Regions from separate parts of the Rattus norvegicus genome. Here region 2 is linked to region 1. Evidence: chromatin contacts called from public Hi-C data. All regions are on one chromosome and are shown on one strand. The core of a region is the stretch at or near the end of the contact, and the rest is flanking DNA. Distances in the headings are between cores, read along the strand shown. Region 1 holds the start of Fndc3a (fibronectin type III domain containing 3a). Region 2 has its middle 94 kb from the start of Cysltr2.

Region 1 (4,496 bases), core at 1,720-4,219:
GGATCCTGACATAAAAAGAACTCACTGAATAATACTCTGAAATAAAGACTAGAGTACTTAACAGGATAAACACTCACAATGCATGTAAAAGAACAAAATGTGCCCTTTATCTCTCCAGGTCATCAATTTCTTTGTAATAAGGCACTCTTGACACTGATATACATTTATTGTACCAAAATGATCAACTTTTGGGACTCAATGAACAAAATTCTAAATCTGACTTTTTTTTAAAAACATTCAGAATTTATTTTAATAATTCTTGCTTTAGAGATTGCATTTAACAACAAAAAACAACTAACTGCTTATCAATACCAGGCTAATAAACTAAATGCACATCCTTATATCATGCACCAAGACATAATCAAAACTCATTTTCATGGAAAAAATGCATTAAGAATGTTTTGCTTTGGGGCTGGGGATTTAGCTCAGTGGTAGAGCGCTTACCTAGGAAGCGCAAGGCCCTGGGTTCGGTCCCCAGCTCCGAGAAAAAGAACCAAAAAAAAAAAAAAAAAAGAATGTTTTGCTTTAAAAATCCTATTTTGTTTATATCATCAAATGATATTTTAACACTACAGGCAAAATATAAGATGAATAAGCCATATATATGCCAAAATATATTTTCAAAATAAGTAGAAATATTGCATGAGTCTAAGCTACGGCTGAACAAATCATAAATGTCTTTCACCTAAGTCAAGCTAAAAGACAATATTCATTATAATATTCTTTATTTTTTCCCCTGTGTTTTCCAGAATTTCTCAGCCTACATCTCACTAGACATGGAAGCCAGAAAAATTTTTCTTCATTTGCATTATAACTTATAAAAGTATAGAAATGTAAAAAGGAATCATTAAGTGTATGGTAAATCAGCTCTCAATTACATGGAGAGGAAGTGATGATACGATGATACATGACCCCCCACCCAAAAAAATCTGTTTTTTCTAATGTACAACATTAATTTGGGAGAAGAAAAGTCCCCTTACAATCAGGCTTCACTGACCCAGTGTTGTTAATTAAGTAAGAGGTTTTTTTTTTTTTTTTTCCCTGACCATTTGGTGATGAGGATTCAGACAGAAGGGGAAAGGAAGGAGTTAAGGCAAACGCATACAGGTGGCTAAAGGTAAGCAGCCTGAGATAAAAATGTTCCACTTAATATACAGAGAATGCTGGGAGATGATCTATGAAGACAAAACAACGCAGAGAAATTTAATATGAGAATGCTAAAATTTTTAAACATAAAATCTAAACAAGATTTTTCCCTATCACCTCATCTTCTCTCCTCCCCTTTAAAGGATGTTGTTAGTGGTGGCAAGAATTACATGTGGACTAAAATCTTAAAAACAAACTCCCATATTTATAAGAAAAACCATGTTTAAAAAGACCTTACCATTGCTTTCTAATAGGTCCACCACCTGTCTCCATGGGTAACTGATCTCATTAGTTGAGGAGAAAAAAAATCAATTTAAACAAGAAAATGTTAAGAAGGTAGGGGACTCACCTCTCTGGAGCATTCCTAGGTGACTTAAACAACACTTCTGAGATGATAAGAATTACACAGTCCGCAAATACACACAAACTAAATATTTATCTAAACACAGGAGATGAGCCAGAAACCTCAATTTGCTTCTGTCTGACATATGGCTCGGTTTTGACTGGCATATGTTATAGCACTAATGCTGGGGAAAGCACAGTGATTAAAATATTACAGAAAAGCTTCGACTATTATTTCATTCTTACAAACTGATCTTAGCAAAAAGGCTGAGAGGTGATGCTATTCGATTCTTATGACACAGAAAAACATGCACAAACTTGGGTTTCAAGAACTGAAACGGATCACGATAGGAAGCAGCAAGAGCTTTATGTGGCTTGGTTTTTTTTTTTTTTAAAGTCTACCGTGAGTACTTGAAGATTATATAGTACAAAAGAGGAAATCAGCTGTCAGCCTGCTATTCTCAGTTAGTAGATGGACAGACGAGAAGGTGCCCAAAAGAACTTACAGTCTCACTAGAATAATAATCTCTAGCTCACTATCCCTAGCACCCTCAGCAATCAATCTCTCTCTCTCTCTCTCTCTCTCTCTCTCTCTCTCTCTCTCTCTCTCTCCTCTACACACACACACACACACACACACACACACACACACACACACGAGAATATCCCAAGGCTTTTTTGAAAGGTGATGATAGTTTAATAAAACTACGATTACCTATACACTCATTAAACGCAGCAGCGCTAGCGATCTGACGTCGAAATCACTCGCTCCTTTTCCTTCACCTAGCGCACGCCGCCCTTTCCAGAGTCGTGTCAAAAGTTCCCCCACGCAGGCTGTTAGGCTGGGCGAGGACCGCAGCCTCCCTTCCTCCTCGCCACCCACCTAACAGGTGGTTGACTTACCTGGGGAGAGGAGCCGCCAGGCACGGGCAGCGGCCGCCGGGGCGCAGACCCGAAGGGCGTGTTTTCGAGGATTTAACCCTCAGGTGAGCGGGCAGCGCTCCGCGGTGGCCGAGCCCCGGCAGGTGCCGCGCACGTCCCCGCCGCGTCCCGGGCCCGCCCCGCCGCCCCGCGGACCGCGCGGCCTCGCGTGGGGGCGTCGCCCGCCCTCCCCGACGGGCTCAGCCCTCAGGCGGCACGGCCCGCAGCCCCAGCCTAACGGTCTCCCCGACGCGGGCTCCGGCGTCCCCCGCCGGCTCTCACCTCTGAATCCCGCCGCCCCGAGGCGAAGGAAGGCGGATCCCCCGGCGTCTCTTCTGCGAGGCTCCGGCTCGTCCCCTCACTAGGTTGGAGGTGGGCCCAGGCTCCCGCGGCCGCCGCGGCGCTGACTGGTGTGGGGGAGAGATGTTTCCCGGCAGTGACGGCGCTGCCGCCTCAGCCCCGCTCTTCACTCCCTCTCCGCGTAGCTCCCGCTTTCTGTTTCACCCGAGGGACCGCGAATGCCGCCGCCGCCATGATTACTACGGAGCCGGGAGGAGGAGCCCGGAGTCGGCGCGCCCAGTGCGGCTGCGCGAGCCCCGCCGACGGCGCCCCCGGCCGCCTGGACCCGGAGCCCCCGCGCGCGCGCGCCCGCCCGCTCGCCCGCCGCCCGGGAGCCAGGCTTCACGGGCCCGCAAGTGTGCGGCGAGCGAGCTCCGGAGCGGCTCTCTCGAAGCCTGGGAACTATGCAGATGATTGACGTCTCTGGGGCCCCACACGCCATTCCAAATGTATTTTAGAAAGCGCCCCCACCCACTATCCTCTGAGACGAACCGTGTTAGCCCCTCTCGGAGAGCCCCAGAACTTATAATGCCGGCAGGTGCCTTTAGAGACAAGCCCAAAACAGGGAAGCGCACCGAAGTGGGCTCAGACGTTTCCACTCCCAAACGTTTAGAGCCCCGGCATTTTATAGCACCCACAAAACAGATTTACGTCTTTCAGAAACGCAGAGCTTAATGTATTGGTCTCGGACCAGCCAAATCTAGTGGAAACCCGTTACCTTGATTTCTACCACAGCGGCGACCGAAGTGGTGGCGGCAGCAATTTCCTTAAGCCTCAAGCAATGGGGGGGGGGGGGGGGGGCGCTGCACTAACGCCTGAGGGCCGGCCGGACTGCTTACTTTTGCAGTTTCACCGGAAGCCTCAGGGAGAGGGTCGTCTTTGGGAACCTGAGTCCTACCCTGTACATCCAAAACTGGTGACTGATGAAACCAGGTTCCATGTCTGACTTGGATTTCAGTTTATTAGTTGTGCTGCGTTTTAAGCTAGCTCGCTCGTTCGTTCTCTCTCTCTCTCTCTCTCTCTCTCTCTCTCTCTCTCTCTCATTTGACAGAAATCTCTCGAAGATAAACATATTTCTAACGTTCTTAGAAAAAAATGGATAATGAAATTCTTCGTGGATCACTGAGTATCGTTAAATATGATACCCAGACCGTACACCGAAGTCCCATGGGATTGCAGAACTGTGCGTGAGTGTATAAAATCCCCACTTTGGTGCTGCTTTTTGCAGTGTTCTTACTTTTCTTAAAGTCCTCTCACTTGACTTGTGTTCATCTGCCTCTACATCCACTTTAACCATTTCTATTTTCCTGTGGTGGTGTTTTTAAAGCCCCCTTTCTTCTACTTTTCTCTATGGCTGCAGGCAATGATTGATCCGATGTTTGTATCCACGGCCAACTAATGAGAGGTTATTTTTCTTCCTGTCAACAAGTAGGCCAGTGATTCTTTCAAATGGTATTTTGAGATTTTGGGGGCGGGGGGATGGGGGCTAAAGTCCTTTCCCTGAGAGAAATGTTTCATTTTCTTAACTCCCAGCTTTGGCCCAGTTCCAGATAAAATTACTGGAAAGCTGATCTTGGAATAACAGAAGTGTAACTGCTCATTGTTTTGCAATAGGAGAGTTTATATGTGAATGTGGGGGAGTTGTGTGGCTTCCCCTTACTGCAGCCCAACTCTTGTTCAGTTGGAGACTAAACTAGTGGTCTCCAAAGTTAGCTCTAAGCTAGTATTTTCCAAAGCATTGCTCTTGT
Region 2 (5,221 bases), core at 1,466-3,965, 270 kb after region 1:
AAAAATATGTTTTAGTACTTGAAAGAACAATAGGAATTACACAGCATTTAAGCCAACTCAAGGACAGAAATCACACAATCATCTCAACAGATGGAGAGAGCTGAAATCCAACATCCTGTCACGATGAAAGCCCTGAAGAAACTGCAGAGCAAACAATGAGTAACTAAATGTCACTGACCACAGCGTAGATGAGAGCTACTTTGTTCCAGTTCTATAGAGTGAGCCAGTCTTGTGTTGGCCTCTCCAGTGGTATTATAGGTACGCACACAGCAGCTGGCTTTTTATGTGGGGCCTGAACTCAAGTCCTCAGGCTTCTTGGCAGTCACATTACCCACTGAGGCACCCCCGAACTCATAAAATTCCCCAAAGTCATATTACTGAATGGAAAAATTTACATAATCATAAAAGTAGCAGGAGGCTTTATTTCTATATTAGAATAATTAAGTGAAATGTTGTATCTATTTACGATTCCATATCTTGGTAGTCAATATTTTAAAATATTGGGGGTGGCAGAAATCAATATTGAAACAGTAGACAGAGAGTTCTGGCAATTAATAACGAGAGGGGGGAGAGGGAGGGGGTGGGGGTAAAGAGGGACTGTATCCCTCTCACTCCTCACAGGAATCCTCAATCGCATTTCTAATCTGGGACAATAGACTGAAAGGTTAACATGCGATAAAGCTGTGTGATAGAAAGATGGTGTTCACCGTGCTATTTTGTTCCCTCTGGTTTCCTAGAAGCAAAAAATCTATCAACAGCATTCATTTGAGACCTCTAGAGACACAGGCCTGAAAATGTGCATTTTGCTTTACCTTTGTAGGACACATGAGTGTGACTAGCTCGGTGATGAGGGTGGTGGGGGCTCTCAGCAGATGCTGGCTGCAATGAGACGAGCTTGCTGCCGCACTTTGTGCCTATAGAGAACTCTAAGCCAATTGTTCCAAGTGTGGTGTTGACACTGTAACACTGCATCTGTGCAGGTCTGGAAATGTGTGCATCCATGTTTGTGGAGGTTTAGAAGACCTGGGGCGAGCTTGAGTCATGACACCACAGGAAAACAAATGGTCTGGAAGCTTAACATGGCCAACACAAGCCTGTGTGGGCGTCACCCTCTTGGGGGACTTCTAACTATTGCTTGGCATTGGAGGAAGTACCACAATGGCACCTGTGTGTGGGGTAGTGGAGGGCCTATCTCCATGTCACCTTTGTATAACCAGGGACCTCCAGATGAGCAGCCACAGGCTCCCAAGGAAGCTGAGAGGATAATATCCCACACTGTCCTTTTAACAGCTTCAGCAACGGGTAGGTGTAGCCCAGTCTCCGAGGTAGCTGCTTGTGGGTCAGCTCCCAAGCAGTGATGAGACCTGAAGCCAGTATTTCTCAAGAGCCTGCTCCTGCTTTAAATACAAATTACATGGCTTGGAGTTTCCCCACCCCCATCTTCCCCGAAAGCAAACAGGGTATCTAAGAATCTTTTCATTCAATAAAGAGCTCATGACCATCGTTTTGCCCCTGGCACTGGTCAGGACTGAGGAGTCAGGGACAGAAAAACAGGTTAGGGGGACAGCTTAGATTCTTGGGGAATGTCAGGTCAATAAACCAGTGAAGTATCAGAAGAAAAGTACTCAGTGGTGATTCTTACAGTATCCTCTGGGTCTGAGGAGACCATGTATACCTCTGATGGTGGCCAGAATGTTTCTGCAAAAAAGCCAATGTCTAGGCTGAGTTGCAAGGGCAAATGTGTCATGGTGACTAGTGGCCAGGGGGATACACACAAATCCTTGGACTGCAAGAAACCACAATGACCCCAGGAGGCACTCTCAAAATAATAAAGGGAGCTGTTGTTTATCCTCTGGTGCCCCCCTCTTCAGTGCGACCTTAGGCAGCACCTCAGCACCGTAGCCTTCAGGCCAGCCCACAATGCTGTTCCACTGCAGCCTAATTAGAACATCAAAAGGAGTCGGAGGAGATAAAGCAATGAAGGCTCAAAAACGTGCACAAATCTTGCTGACCACCTGGATTTTCTCCTGTTACCATAGCTCTGGAGACTGCAGAGAATTAAATCTTGGATACGGAATCGAACTCCGTCTTTAGACAAGTTAATCTCCCAGAGCCTCCAATTCCCTAGTTGTCAAATGGGGATATGAATCACTGCTGCCTGGCAGTGGGGTTGGCAGGGCGAAAGAGACGGTGTGTAAAGCAGGGCTCTGCAGTCAGTGCTTAGTGAATGTTACTATCACGGTGCAGCACTCCTGAGATGCTCTGCCCTCTGTCCTCTGCGATGCTCTGCCCTCTGTCCTCTGCGATGCTCTGCCCTCTGTCCTCTGTACGGCACCAATAGTCAGACTGCACTGAAGGTCACTTTCCCCAGTCGGTTTTATGGACGAGAAGTGTTATTTGTTTAGTTCTCCCTAGAAATTCTAGCACCAAGTTGTTGTTCCCTCCTACCCGTCCGCCCCCATACTAATTGTGAAACCCATCATGGTCATCGTAGGCTTTTGTGCTGGGGAGAATCGTGACTATTTGAGTCTTCTTTATCTAGGGACATGATTTATCATAAAGACTTAAGTAGTTTATAAGCTTGTGTGTCTTCACTTGTCAGCGGCCCTAATTCTCTTATTTCCGTGGAAATTGCTCACAGGCTTCCAGATCTGTCTTACTGCTCTGGCCCCAGGGATGTTATATTTCACTGGCCGTTGAAATCAGTGCCTGTCATTTTCCAGGCTGACGTTCACTGGGTGAGTCAGATGTTTGGGTATGAACAGCAGAGCCTCCGGTGCAGCTGCCAAAAGGGTGTGTTTGCCTTCACTTCCGGGGACCCTCTCTTAGCTGCCACCTAGTGGTGAGTTTTATGCCGGTAAAACATGGCTCGGGAGAAGCCATTCACAAGCATCTCTGGTAATGAGACCCTCTGACGCTGGGAGCCATGCCAATGGTGGCGCATAAATATTTATTCATCTTTGTAAATGACTCTACATGATTTGGAGATACTAGTGGCCAGTTCTGAAAGGAATTCCACTTTATAGTTCTCAAATAGAAATTGAGAAGTTTCCAAATGTAGCAATAGTTCTTTTCTTCAAAATGTACCCCAGCAGAGAAAGGACTAGGCTGGCACCAAGGGGGTGAGAGTATTGTTAATATTAGCTCAGTCTTCAGATTGTGCCAAACTCTAGTTTAAATAATTACACTATCCCATTTACTCTATTTCAGTCCTGACGTATCTGTAATAATAGCAAAGTAATTATCTTTCTAGGTTGTTATTGTTGCTGTGGTTGTTATTTTGCACATGGGATAATCAAAAGTCTAATGTCATTTAACTGCTGAGTGACAGGACTGGCATTCTAACCAAGCTCCCTGACATCCGCCATGTTCTTGACTATCACTAATGGATGCTCTTTGTTTCTCTGTTCCTTCAGGATTCCAGCATCTGCTCATCTTCCAAACATCTACGAATGCCCAGGGTTGGCCCCATTGGTCAGCTGTGATCTATGCTGGCTGCCTTTTCTTTATGAGGTACTTATATTCTTGGGGGAATGGGGAGTAGCAAAACAAGAATTTTCGTGCACACTGATGCTACACTGAGATGAACTCCTGGAGCTAAGAGTCCTATGGAGCAAGCAGGTTTGATCCCCTGGAAAGAGGACCAATTGTTCCTATGAGATAAATGGAAAATTGGCAGGTTCAAGGAAGAAAGGAGCTTTGTCAAGATGCTCCATGAAGAATAAGCAGCGGGCACAGGTCATCCCAGGTCCTGGAGGAGTCATCCTGGGACACTATTCACATGACTGACTAGCTTCAAGCAGAGACCAAGATGATGGTCTATTTGGACATTGACTTTGCCTCGGTGCCTAGAAGAATGCTGGCCACCACCCCATTCTGAAGAACACTGTTTTGCAGGAGAAACTCCTGTAGAAGAGGTGAGGAGCCTTTCTTTCCTTGGAGAGCTAGACTATGTGTGGAATGCTGTCCTGGGCTCTGGTGGGAAGTTTGTTTGGCTGTGTGCCATAGCTCAAGGCTCACCCATCCCTCAGAACCTCATAATTTAAACTATAATTTAAAACTATAGAGAATGAATTACTGTCCCATCAGGCATAGACTAAGGGCAGAGTCTGTTATGGTTTGCTGTTGAGCGTTGATGGTATCTTCTAAACACAGTGCAAAGGAACCGGGGGAGCTTTGTTAAAGTATGGCCTTCGGGAGGCCACATTTTCATTCTCATCTCTCGGATACCTCCCAAAGTTACAAACTTCACTCATCCAAAAAGCCATTTTGCCAAATTATGAGAACCATGAAGACAGGCCTGCTGCACATGGCTACATACTGCTGGATGGCTGCTTGATCATTTCTGTATCCTCTGCAAAGTACCAGCCTCACTGTATATCTCCCCCTGGGACTTGAGGGCACTTTAGACTTCCTTGTTAGCCTTTCCAACGTTTCCCCTTTGATTCAGGTTGAAATGTTGATCTAGAATTGGATCCCAGCCTGGTGTTCCCTCCACAGTTCATTTTGTGTCTTTTAATCAGATCCCCCTTCTATCTCCCCAAAGAGCATTCTCCTTCAGGGCTTGTGGCATCCCTTCCTTTCAGCATTTCTACTAAGCTACTACAGTGGGGGTCACTGAAGCTTGCTCACAGCGGTCACATGCACGGAAGTTACTGTGCGCATTGTTGTGGAATCTGGAAGGACTCCGCACCCATTCTTCTAACTTCTCCTGATGTCTCTCATCCTCTTAAGCTTCCTCAAGACTAGGATCTTGAAGATGTGTGCTTACATTCTGTACCAGCCATTTTAATAACTTTGGGTAATTTCCTTAGTCCCCTTGTGCCTCGTCTTCTCTGCATATAAAAGCAATCATTGCATAATGGGCTCACTAGATTGTCTTTGGTATTGGGAGGACAGGAATCACATGACATCAAGAACAAGACCTGACCATCTACACATCAAGTCTTTGCTTCCCTTGGACAGCAATTATCCCTACTCTTAACTACTTTCTTTTTAAGTCTCTTAAACCACTTTTTAAAGATCAAATAACAATTTATTTCCCCTGTCATTTTTGGACAATATATGCCGTAGAAATAGTTTGTAAAGAAGGTCAGAACACTAGTTTGAGAAGTAACATTCCTACACAATAACCTTTGAAAGGGTTGAGAATATACACACAGGAAAGAACAGGGGTATACTTAGCCCCAGTTTACTCCTCCTACTCCAAACATCATTCTGA

What was found. Hi-C and Micro-C count contacts between places; a contact is called where the count stands out from the background.
Region 2: a Hi-C map of hepatocytes shows a contact between it and region 1, with 2.7 times the contacts expected there. The contact joins the enhancer-like site here to the promoter of Fndc3a in region 1. A contact is called at or near these places in 6 of 12 Hi-C or Micro-C datasets (the A7r5 cell line, Schwann cells, hepatocytes and 3 more).

Annotation. Positions count from the first base shown.
Region 1 is chr15:54,273,438-54,277,933 of GRCr8, forward strand. Fndc3a (fibronectin type III domain containing 3a) reads right to left here and starts at 2,970. Exons shown (of 26, transcript NM_001412039.1): 1 at 2,692-2,970.
Region 2 is chr15:54,541,891-54,547,111 of GRCr8, forward strand. No RefSeq gene overlaps it. Among named protein-coding and RNA genes, the nearest start is that of Cysltr2, 94 kb to the right of the region's middle. Within about 2 kb of position 2,716, at least 31 of the 93 cell types and tissues checked have an H3K27ac peak or open chromatin away from gene starts, as enhancers often do. A contact at or near this core is called in the A7r5 cell line, Schwann cells, hepatocytes and 1 more, where this site is marked.